Linked DNA regions of Gossypium hirsutum: region 2 is linked to region 1. Evidence: chromatin contacts called from public Hi-C data. All regions are on one chromosome and are shown on one strand. Each heading gives the region's core, a stretch centred on a gene start, on an enhancer-like site or on the middle of the called end of the contact. The rest is flanking DNA. Distances are from core to core; before and after follow the strand shown.

The links. Hi-C and Micro-C count contacts between places; a contact is called where the count stands out from the background.
Region 2: a Hi-C map of leaf shows a contact between it and region 1, with 5 times the contacts expected there. The contact joins two enhancer-like sites. A contact is called at or near these places in 6 of 34 Hi-C or Micro-C datasets (callus, leaf and petal).

What each region holds. Positions count from the first base shown.
Region 1 is chrA11:91,302,997-91,309,392 of Gossypium_hirsutum_v2.1, forward strand. It overlaps the pseudogene LOC107956917. Among protein-coding and RNA genes, the nearest start is that of LOC121210750, 160 kb to the right of the region's middle. Within about 2 kb of position 2,420, at least 7 of the 9 cell types and tissues checked have an H3K27ac peak or open chromatin away from gene starts, as enhancers often do. A contact at or near this core is called in leaf, where this site is marked.
Region 2 is chrA11:91,592,530-91,598,925 of Gossypium_hirsutum_v2.1, forward strand. It overlaps LOC121210300 (small nucleolar RNA R71), which reads left to right and starts at 239; the gene lies at 239-345. Within about 2 kb of position 3,727, at least 9 of the 9 cell types and tissues checked have an H3K27ac peak or open chromatin away from gene starts, as enhancers often do. A contact at or near this core is called in leaf, where this site is marked.

The DNA of each region.
Region 1 (6,396 bases), core at 1,170-3,669:
AGTTGAGTAATCTTGCATTCGAGACACATCAACTTTTTCATTCTTCTAATTATTTTGAGTTGGACCCATGGTTTTTTTGCCTTGGATCATCTTCTAATATGACACGTAGCATAATTCTAAGTTTGAATATCGAGAAAATTTATGGAATGACTTAGATAAGAAATTTTATAAAAGGAATTTGATATTAGAGATGAGAACATGTGAAAAGAATTGAAAATGTGACAAAAAAGACTAAATTGAAAAGTTTGAAAAGTATGGGACTAATGTGCAAAATTATCCAAAATGAAAAAATATTAATTATTATGGATTATTTGACATGAAATGGATTCGAATGTGATTTAATGTGATGAAAATAATTTCTTGGACTAAATTAGAAAAATTAAATAGGATAGGGACTAAAGTGTAATTTTTCTATTTTATCATGAAAAGAGACAAAATATAATTTTCTTTACTCATAGAGTTATAATAAATATTTATAATGAATGATGAACTTGATTTGATTTAAGTATCAAATTTTGAGAAAAAATCACTAAAAAATCAAAAGAAAAATTTTACTATAAAAAGATAATTTGATCAATTCTTAAGATTTTTACGATGAAAATATCATTCAAATATGATATTTGATATTATTTTGAATTGTTAGAAATTCGTATTATTGAAATGAGCTTCAAATTGAATAGTGGGTATGGGCCTTGAGCCCATTTATTGATATTTTTAAATGGTTAAATGCTCATCAGCCCTTCATTTTTTTTTCTTTCTTTCTCAGGCAGCCAACAACCCTCTTGGTTATTCCTCTTCTTCCTCTTCTTTTCCTTTTCATTTTCCCCATTTTTCTTTTAAATTTTCCATTACCAGCCTTAAGATTTTTTTAGAATCTTCGTTTAAAGAACCTCTTAAGCTCTATTCCCCCATCCATTTAATCATTCTCAACCTAGAATTTATAGAGTTTTGACAAGTGAAATTGAAACTAGAGTGAGAAAGCTGAGTAGGTGTGAGAAAAGGGTTGTTTAAAGTAAGGTTAGTAGAACATGGAACAACAAGCAAACCGAAATTAACATCTGAATAAAAGAAAAAAAAATACAAGTTTGAACTATAAAAACACATCTAAAAGAAAAAATAGAATAGTAGTAAGCTCCTACGAAGACATCATCTTTGAGCCACTAAAGCACCAACTAAAGCTTCTTTAGAAAGCCAAGAAACATGCCAAAAAATATCAATGGAAAGAAGACACCATCTTTGAGCCACCAAGCACCAACTAAAGTTGCCTTAGAAAGCCAAGAAACATGCCAAGAAAAATCAATGGAAAGAAACACCAAGAACACTGGGGGAACACAGACCAACAAACACCAAAAAAAAATAATGTAAAAAGGCTCCTTAAAGGTGCCAAAATCAAATGCACAAACTTCTAACCAGCAAAGAAAACACTTCGCAACCTCGAAAAGATTGATCAATACCAACTATCGCGGCCCCATCCATTGTATCAATTGCCGCGAGAAAACCTGAAATGATAAACCATAAACTCCCTCAAAACATACAAATCCAAGGCACTTTCTCCCTAATCCCCATTGAACCCTCCATTCAAGAAAAACTATTTCATTTTTCAATCCCATGGCCACAACAATTCTCATACAAATTATACAAATAAAAAACACAAAAGCTACATGGAAAAAAAAAAAAACAGCCCAAGCTCCAAATACAAGAGAAATCAAGCGTAAAATTTCACAGATGTCTTTGTCATCCCTCTCAATGATCCGCATTAACACAAAAATCACCTCCTCATCTGACCAACAAGCTATGAAACCAAAAGGTTTATCAAGCTCCAAAGTCTATTCCGCTTCAGCTCTCACTACTTTCCTTCGAACATTTTCGATGCCTTCGTCCAACAGCGATTCCTCGGCATCAATCTATGATCGCATCACTTCCACTTATTGTTTTCCATTTCAACACTCGATGTTCTTCCTCAATTCGTAATTATCCTATCCTTCTTCGCAGATCGCTTCAACACTTTTCATCTAAACTCTCAAGAATTTTGATAACCTGTCGAGTTCTCTCAGACCTGCTCAGAGATAAGACCCATTCAAAGCAACACAACACCAAGGATCATTACCCTACTCTGAGACATTAAACATCAATAATTCGCACACCTGCATATCTTGCTACAAATCCTTTTGATTCTTGTTCACCTATATCCTTTTGAATGTGGTATTCTTGTTCTCCAATGCATCCATTAAGCGTACTAGCTTGAATCCAACTTCTGTAACAAAACTCCAACAAATCTTAACTCTGCACAGGTCTTCAACATGTCGGTTTATAGCTCACTTCAGATCTAAAGAGGGAGAATTGTTATACTAGCTTGAACAAGTTTGGCTGACTTAGGCTAAAGCCCAAAGAAACATGTGGCTCATAAGGCCCAAGCTTTATTAAGCATTAGCTAGCAACTAAAGAACATGCCACATAAAGAGAAAAGTAGCTTTCGGCTTCCAACATACCCTATCAAAAAGGACCCTGACACTGCCCAAGCCACAAGGAACAAAATGGCCATATTCCAGACACATCAACATGCAAGGGGTAAACCAAAGCTTAGGTATAATACCGAGTATCTTCTTCCTCTCTTCATCTTCTTCACTTTATTCCGTGACTCTGTAAACATATCTCCTTACTTTCCTCCAGTATGATACACACATGCTGATTTAAGCATTGGGGAGCATCTTAGTGCCAAAATTTTGAGAGCCCCTGGCTTACATATACTTTATAGGAAGCCTAGTTATCAACCTGAGAATCTAGCCTTCAGCCCAATTCTTTACCCAAAAAGACGTAAAAAAGAAAGATCATTTTCTATTTATATTGAAAGACTGGTTGTAGTAAAATAAAAATGTATAAAGATAATATTATTTTTCATTTTTCCCCCTTCAAACTATTGCTATTATTATAAAATTTCTTCAACAAAGAGACCACAACATGAGATTGAGGAGGAACTTCAAATGAACTTTAAGTTTGATGGATACCATGTTATAAAGATAGTAACATGAAGTAGTTCAATTAAGCTTTACATTTTTTTGTGAAAACCATGTTTTATTTCTATAAATAAGTTCCCCTTGAGGGCTTCTTGAAAATAAATATTTTATTCACCCTCAGTATGGGCATGATGGTGGTGGTGAGATGCAGTATTTTCTTATTCACCCTCAGTATGGGCATTATGGTGGTGGTGAGATGCAGTATTTTCCCAGATATGGAACAAATTGTGAGCAAAATCAGTCTCTCTGGTGAGGATGATAGAGCGGTGGCCAGCATTTGGGATGTTGTGAAGCTCCACATCAGGGAATTTGGTCTTGATGTTGTGCCTAAAATCTGGTGGACTGGTTTTGTCCCTGCTGCCTACAATAACATGCACTCTTTTCTTTAATTTCATCAATGTTTCCAGGTTTTTATCCATTTCTTTTACTCCTCTGTATAGCACGTTATGTGTAGTATGCCACCCTGAATGATGGATATGCTTTGTCAAGTCCATAACCAGAAAGTTCACATCCCTGAATACTCACCAAATAAGACATCCGTTGTAATACGAAAAAATAATACCAATATCATATGATTGTTAAAACATTTTTTAAGATTATTTATTCTTTTTTTAATATATTAAAATCATTTTTGAAAATATTTTATTTAATATAAGATTAAAATTATAAAATAAAGAATTTCAAAAATCAAGATTTATAATTAAGAAAAAAATGAATATATTTTGTAATTAATTTTTACTAATACATTAAATAATTTTATAATATAAATTCAATTGTTAATTTTCATCCATCGATTATTATTGTTTAATGAAAGACATGGTTAAAATTGATTTTGACTACCTTGATGAGGTGAGGCGTTTAATAAGTGCTTCCCAAAACCTATGATTTCGGCACACTAATAAGCAGACACATCGACTCAAGTGTTCATACCACACCATGATCGACCAAATAAACGCCGTCGGCGGCCACAATCTTTTAGGTGTTAGCCATTTCATTGCCCTCATTTCTACTCCTTCCTTTGATGGAAAGTATGGCTGAAACCATTCAATTTTAATATTAAAAGAAAGGCATTGATAAATTTAAAAAAATTTTGAAACAATATATATACTTACAGGGGCAACAAGGGTGATAGATTTGAGGGAGCTAATCCAATAATACAGCCCATCGAGTGAGCAACCACATGAAATGAATTTAACTTATATTCAGAGATTAATGATTTCTCAATCCATTCCACGTGCTCTTTTAATGTGTATAAACTGTCTCTTGGCTTTGGACTTTTTCCATGTCCCAAAATATCTACTGCATACATCTGGTACTCTTTTATCTTCTTTGATTCTGACAGCTTTGGAAAAAGTGTTTTTGTCCAAAACGATGAAGAACTTAGTATCCCATGTATGAATATCACGTTTTCAGTTCGATTTGGATTTCCAATGGCTGTCAAAATTAAGACAAAAGTAGTTGTTAATTTTTAAAATTGTTGATGGGAGATTGTTTTCTTCGGCAGAAATCTTGAAAATGTAGCTTTATGGGATATTGACTCATCCCTTAATAATAGAAGATATTGTCTTTCATGATTTGTCAAGAGTTAGTGGACTATGAGCAACTGTCCTTCATAGACCCAAGAGTGCTTCAATCACACATGACTGTACGACCTATTAACCTATTTCCATAGGTTAGGAGTTTAAACCCCACCAAGGATAAGATGCTCACGTTACTTATTAGTGGGTGACTGTATGTTTACGTACGGTCGAGGTGTCCCCTTTGTGAACTGTATATGTCTCTCCGTATGTGGAGAAGAAAGGATGAAATCCTCTCTCGGGGGACAATACCTTCTATTATTGAGGGGTTAAGTCGACATATTTAAAAATAATATGTTAAAGACTTCTTCACGAGTAACCAATCCCTCTTAAAAAATCAATCAAACTAAAGCAACATGAATCAATTACAAACCTTGTGAAGAAGCCTTGTTCACCTCAACATGAAGCTTGGGATCATCCGTCTTCATCCAAGAGATGCAAGAATCACACCCACAATCAGACCACCTATTTCCAACCCTATAAAAATCACCATTTTTGCGATTCTTCGAAATATATATAGCTTCAAAGCCTTTGCTTTTGTTCAACAAATCTTCCACAAATCGAAGTAAAACAACCAATTCCTTCAATTTCTTTCTTTTCCCGTATTGCAAAGTCTCTGATATCTCATTATCATCAGACAATTGGCCATTGATATCAATCTTTTTGGTTGTGCAGTAACATGGAGAGGCCTTCCCTTCAAATAACAAGTCAAGATGTTTGTATATGACACAGAAAACTATTGAAGCAATGGTTAGCATGTAGCAATCACATGTTTTATTATTATTATTATTATTATTATTATTTGGATGTAATGATGTAACTTAGTTGTATTCCAACTAAGTTTGTTAGTGTAGTAGGTGGTGATTTATTTTAAGTGGATGTAATGATGTAACTTAGTTGTATTCCAACTAAGTTTGTTAGTGTAGTAGGTGGTGATTTATTTTAAGTGGATGTAATGATGAAACTTAGTTGTATTCCAACTAAGTTGTCAAGTTGTAAGCTTGTATAAATAGGCTTTATGCCATTTTAAAAAAATATGAATGAATTCAATCAAGATTTCATCCATATACTCTCTATTTTAGCTTTGCTTAAAATTTATTTCATTTTTCTTCTTTGTTTCTGCCGCAAGTCTCGATTCTTGCTCGGCAAGCTTTTTGTTGAACCTTGCTATTTGTTGCACTTAGCTCCAACAATTGGTATCAAGAGCCTATTTCTTAAGGGATCTGTTATACAAATTCATGGCTTCATCAAGCTTTTCACCAGCTGCACCTCAAGTCTTCAATGGAGAAGGCTACCACATATGGGTGGTTAAAATGAAGACCTACCTACAAGCTTTCGATCTGTGGGAGGTAGTCAACTCAGATGTTGAACCAGAGCCACTTAGAGGCAATCCAACAGTAGCTCAAATCAGGCAACATGCTGATGAGAGGACCAAGAGGCACAAAGCCATGTCTTGCATCCAGAACTCAGTGTCAGATGTGATTTTCACAAGGATTATGGCCTGTGAATCACCAAAACAAGCCTGGGACAAGTTGCAAGAGGAGTTTCAAGGGACAGAGAGGACAAGGCAGCAACAGTTGCTGAACTTAAGGAGAGATTTCGAGAATTTGAAGATGAAGGAAGAAGAAACTATCAAGCAGTACTCTGACAGGATTATGGCTGTGGTTAACAGCATTAGGCTCCTTGGAGAGCAGCTCAAGGAAGCTAGGATAGTGGAGAAGGTTATTGCAACTCTGCCCGAGAGGTATGAGGCAAAAATCTCATCTCTCGAGGACTCAAGGGACCTGTACACCATCTCCCTGACA
Region 2 (6,396 bases), core at 2,477-4,976, 290 kb after region 1:
TGATACCTGAGATGCGAGTGAAGTAAGAGCGTCTACTTCATGTATCCCAATAACTCATCTTCTTGACGCTGCTCGGTTGGTTGGCCATTGGTAATTGTTGCTGGCAATCCTCTCGATAATTTCATAAGCCTCATTGTAAGACTTAAAAAGGAGAGCACCATTAGTAGAAGCATCCACTACCATCCTCGTGCGAGCATTGAGACCATTCTAAAATGTCTCAAGTTGGATGCAATGTGGGATTCCATGATGAGGGCACTTTTGTAATAATTCTTTGTACCTTTCCCATGCCTCATACAAGGACTCATCATCTATTTGTTGGAAGGTAGCGATCTCGTTCCTCAACTTAGCATTCTTGCTAGGCGGGAAATACTTCATAAGGAATCTTTCTGTTAACGCTTGCCATGTGGAAATTGAGTTCGATGGAAATGAGTTCAACCAGGCTCAAGCTCTGTCCCTCAGTGAATATGGGAACAGCTTCAATCGTAATGCATCTTCAGGTACTCCAGCTAACTTGAAAGAATCGCTCACCTCCATAAATAGTCTTAAGTGTAGGTGAGGATCTTCGATATGTATTCCACTGAATTGGCCCATTGTCTGAAGCATCTGGAACATGAATGGCTTCAGCTCGAACTGTTGTGCCTCAATTTTGCCCGGATTAAGATCATTAAATACGGGCACGGCATACTGTCGTAAAGCTCTATCCCTATCATCAGCAATAAGGATAGGATTTTGAGCAAGGTTTGCTCCGTTTCCTTAGATTGGATTTTCGAAGTTCATCTCTGCGGTCCTCCTCTGATTTGCTTGTCTTCTTCGCTATCGAAAAGTTCTTTCTATCTCAAGGTCTACAGGGAGTAGGTCAATAATTCAATGAATACTCATAGACACCTGAAATAATCACAGAAAAATTAATTAAGTTAAAAATTAAACAAAAAAAAGTAAACCAAAATGTAAACTAACAAATTCACAAATAATGACTTTTTAAAATAGTCCCCGGTAACGGAGCCAAAAACTTGGAACGACGGAAATGTGCAAGTGTACACAATCGCAACAAGTAATAAAATGACAAGTAAATGTCGAGTTATCGTACCCACAGGGATTGTGAAAAGGATTATTTATGAATGCAAGTTAAAACACTTTGGTGAAGAAAAATATTTTGTTCAAAGAGGGTGATTAAAAACTTAATAAAATTAAAATAAATAAATAAATGAAGTAAAAGAAAGTTCTAATGCACGATTTCAAAATAATATTTAATCAAGATGATATAATTGTGTTGGATTAATTACACTTCTCATCTTAGAATTATTAAACTTATGTTTATATTGTTACGAATAAAATCACGGAAACCCAGTAATTTGCTAACTTATGAACATACTTACATACCAAAATCCATTCATCTCTTGACATATCCCTATGCCAATTCAACCGACTAAACAGATTCTAGTAAGCAAACATGTTATTGCACATACATACTCATTAAACTGAACTAATCTCTTGCATATCCCTATGTCAATTCAAACAATTAATTAAATCTAACAAGCATATAAAAGATGATGTGAGGTAACAAGGTATCCCTATCTTGAAACAGTTTAATCACAATAATCTTGCAAGTTATGCAAGACAATAATATCGACAGATACATTGCTAATTTAACCTTCAGCTTCCTTAGAAGAATAAACATGCACTGATCAAGTACTATGTCAATTAATTACAATTTCAATACGTTTAAATAATTAATTCATTAGTTACCTCACAATCGTAACGCAAGAATAACTTAGGCATGATTTTACTTAATCAAGCATTTTACCGAGCCCTATAACAACATAAACACAATTTTAACAATTTAAGAAGATGAAATGCTATCAACCCAACATAATTAAATTCAAGCTAAGCTGATTAAATTAACCATTCCAACAACATGAATACTCATAGATATGTTCATCATAACAACAACAAAAATTAAAGAGATAGGGAATAAGAATCAAATCTGGTGGTTTTCCGAGGCTTGACTGGGTTGCTCCGTTCTTCCTTCTTGTTGTCCTCGCCGATCAATGCTTCAATGAACACTCAATTGCTGCTCCAAAATTGTTGAAGAACACCCCTTTTCCAAGGGAAGAAATCGGCACAAGAGCAAGGGAATTGAAATGGAAAAGTGAGAGAAAAAGAATGAGAGATGAGAGAAGTGTTGTGAAATGAATGAGGAATGAATGAGATGCTTTGAATGATCAGCCAAGGGGGACTTTTATAGCTAAGCGTGGCAGCTAAAATTTACTAAAAATAGCATCCAAAGATCCACCCCTTGGCCGGCCACCTATGTGGCAAAGTTGATGCTTTCAACTTTGTTAAAAATGGCTTGGGGCAAATCCAAAAATCCACCAACTATGGAGGGGTTTGAATGCAACTTTGACAAGACTTCAAGGGCTTCTTTGCAAGCTTAATTATTCAGTTAATAAGCTGATTTGGGTCAGCATATGGCTGGTTTTGGGCTGCCCAATCTATGGCCTGTTCACTTTAATCGGTTCGGTTCAACTGGACCACTTTTTCCATAATTAATTAATATTAATTTATTTAGCCTAAATTAAATTGGGTATAAATTAAAATTAATTATATTATGAATTAATACACATAATTGGACTGTCTTAGGCTGGAAATTAATTTGCCTTGATACTTCTAATTGCTTTTAAATTTTGTGCTTCAAGCAGTGTCTGTCGAGCCATTTTTCGCCATTTACGTAATTTTGTCGAAAATAAGCAAAATTACTCAAAATTAATTATAAAATTAACTAAAATTCATCATGTTAATATTTTAAGTATAATTTAATTATTTTATGAAAATTAATTATTTTTCGACAAGAATTTAATTGAAACGGTATAATTTTAAGCTAAAAAAAGGTATGTAAAAATGCGTAAATTTTCGTGTTTCCAATTATCAGCATATGAAAAACAAAAATATACGGAAACATTAGCTCCCAGCGAGAATTGCATAAGGCTCTATCAAGATGCTCAAATATATTCCGTCTATTCCAAGTGAATTTGGGACCTCTAAATCCAATATCCTTCAACTCACAAACTGAGCATACCTGTTGGAAAGCCGGACAACTAGCAACAACCCTTTTCAAGCCACCTTTTTTCTAATCCTCATTAAGCAAAGCATTAAAATCCCCAGCAATCAACCAAGGAAGACTAATATTCTTAGCAATACAGCTTAGGCCATACCATAAATCTTTCCTCAAATTTTTATTAGGACTCCCATAAACACCTATAAAGAGCACCTAATCTATAACATCATCAAATTTAATTTTCGTGCGAGTAAATTGCATATGATTAACCATAACTTCAACATGAATATTATCTTTCCGCAGAACCCAAATACCACCCGAATATCCCACAGCTTCCACCCGATGAGAATAAGGCAGATCAATAATTTTAATCATTGTATCTGCTTTTAAACTACTATTTCGGGTTTCCATCAAAACCACAATACAAGGATCTACTTCGCGTAAATACTCCTTCATAATTCTGCCAAAATTAGGATACCCAACACCTTGGCAGTTCCATACAAAATTTTTTGACATTATAAAAATCAGAATTAAAAAAAAGACCAAACCTTTGAGGACACCATCATTCATCTAATGAATCGTTCATGAGTGTCGCGTCACTTTCACCCCCATGGTCCACTCGCGGTGGTCGACCCAGAATCTGTCCACTATCAGCCTAGTCCAACACTACCAGTTCTGTGTTCCCCTCTCGCGTGTCTGCATCTCTATCCTCCACCTCCAAACGATCCACCGTACCTTGGATAACCTATCAAATAAGAACCATGCCAGCCAAGCCATCAAGAGTTTCCTCATCCCCTCTAAACCCAAAGTTCAGAGTATTATTACTCCTATTTTCCTTCAAAAAAGGAGGGAGTGCAGAATGAGGAATAACATTTTTTTTTATTCCTAGTTCATTTCCCATAAGAGGAGAAGAACCAATTAGATCATTTGGGTTATAGTTTTCTTTGAAAATATGAACTGTGTGAAATTTTCGATCCAATATTCCTTGGTTACCATTGGTACCAAATTTAGGTAGCCTAGACCCCACTTTTGGCCCAATCTTGAGAGTTTCAGAACTCATCCCAGACTTCTTAATTCCATCCCCTGATTCCCCATTCTATGCCCTCCCACAGCCTGTTTATTAGCCTACCCTTTAACACCCATAACCCACTTTTTATGACTTTTAGCTTTAATATTCTTCCCTTTATTACTCCCATCAAATTTTCTCCCATTCATAATCTTTATAATAGATTCAGTGAGCTTTTCTTGACCCTCACCTGAAAATTTAGCAAGTAAATTAACTCTTTGTTCCTTATGTTTCCTGAAATTAAAAATACTTGCACCATTCTAGTTGTTTCATCCTGTGAGACACCTATTTTGGAAAGAATATTAAATCAAGATCCGAAAAGATTGTTTCCATTTCCACTCTCTTATCCATCATCGTTCCTTCGATTTTGTCTACGATTCTGACGATCCACAATCATCCACTCACCGAACCTTTCATTCTCAACCCGTTCTTGAATTGATGTACATGTTGATCCAATCTAACAGGATCCTTAGCTTCACCCGATCCTTTCTCCATATCCTCCACTATCTTTGATTAAGGACAGCCTCCTTTCAAGTGTCCAAAAGTGCCACAGCCAAAACAAATTGTTGGAAGAGATCTATACTCTACTATGTGGATCCTACTAGCAATTCTTATTCTAGAAACAAGCGGCTTCTTTAAGTCAATTTGAACTGCAAATCGGGCAAACTGACCCCTTACTCTTTTATCCGTCGTTAAATCAATTTTGATTACATTCCCCACCATTTCACCAATAGCCTGGAGAGTACTTCTCTTATACAATGATCCTGATAAACCCAGTGTACGGACCCATGCAACAACACTAATGGGGAACAATTATAATGCAGAAAATTGCTTCGTTTAAGGTTGAACCGTCAGATACTAACCGTAAATCACCCATGGACCATTCAAAAGAATGTTACTATAATCCACAAAAGATTCAAACTTAGCTAGAAAATTGACATTTTCAATATCCATAAGCTGGAGTCGTATAGATGGTTTCCACAACGAACAGACTTTGTTCCATAAGGCATTGTATCCTATCTTCCTCCCTAAAAGTTTGTTGACCACAGTTTTTAACATGCTCTCCTTAATTATTGAATACATTCTATCAGAAAAATCAATTGAGGGAACTCCATCAATAATCTCCTTTCGTATATCACCATCCATTAAATCAATATATTCATCTTCTTACTTGTTATTTAGAGAGTTATTCAACTGATTTGAATTCATCACCACATCTCTAAACGAGAAAAGTTTAGAACCCACTGGCTCCGTCTGCTTACTCCCTCCTCCGCCATCGAGAGGGTCCTCTTCTCTCCGCCTTACTTTTTTGACCGCCCGACTAGGAGGATCTTCGATCATACCTACTGTTTTTTTCTTGAAAGATATTATTAATCTCGTTTAAAACATTAGTTAGACTTAAACCTCAATATAGTAAACTGCTCAAACTTATTTTCAAGTTTATAATAATTTATTTTTTATTTATTTAACATATATGAATATGTTAAAAGAATATATTAAATTATTTATGTTTAAAAATTAATAAAACAATATATATCATTAGTAAAAAGAAATATTTAATTATTAAATAGTAAATAAATATTTTTTACAAAAATTAAAATAAATAATATGAATAGGTTGAAAAAGACATAAATTAATTATTTATAAATGTAGGTAAAATTAATCAAATTTTAATGTTTATATTTCAAATTGAATCAAATTAAATTTAAATAATTATATAATATATTGATAACTTAAATTCTATCCAGCTTCCCCATAAACACTTGTGCACCTACTAATTACAACTATCATATCAAATTGATCCTTTCTATTATAATTTTTATTAGTGGTGTTTAAATTTCGGTTAAAATTAAATTAATCGATCAACTGTATAAGAAAACACTTTTTCTATATCGCTTTGTTTTCTTTGTAAATGAAATAATTCTGTAAAATATAAAATTCATTTACATTGACTTATTAAGAATTTATATTTTCCTTTTTATCGTTTTATGATTAAATTAATGAAAAAATGATTAATATAAAGTATTACTCATTTTTCTTTGTTTTTATTTATTAAAAAATAAAAAAGGCCTAAGAAATATAAGAAGGAAAATAAAAATGATATAATGATAAATTTAGCCTTTTAACATTTACATCTTTTATCAATTTAGCCCTCAACCTTTTGAAAAAGGTCGAATTTGAGCTTCAACCTTTCAAAAAAAAGAGTCATAGTGTTGTTTTTTAATGGAAATATTGACTAAAACATTAAATTTTTAAACATGGTAGCCCACATGGC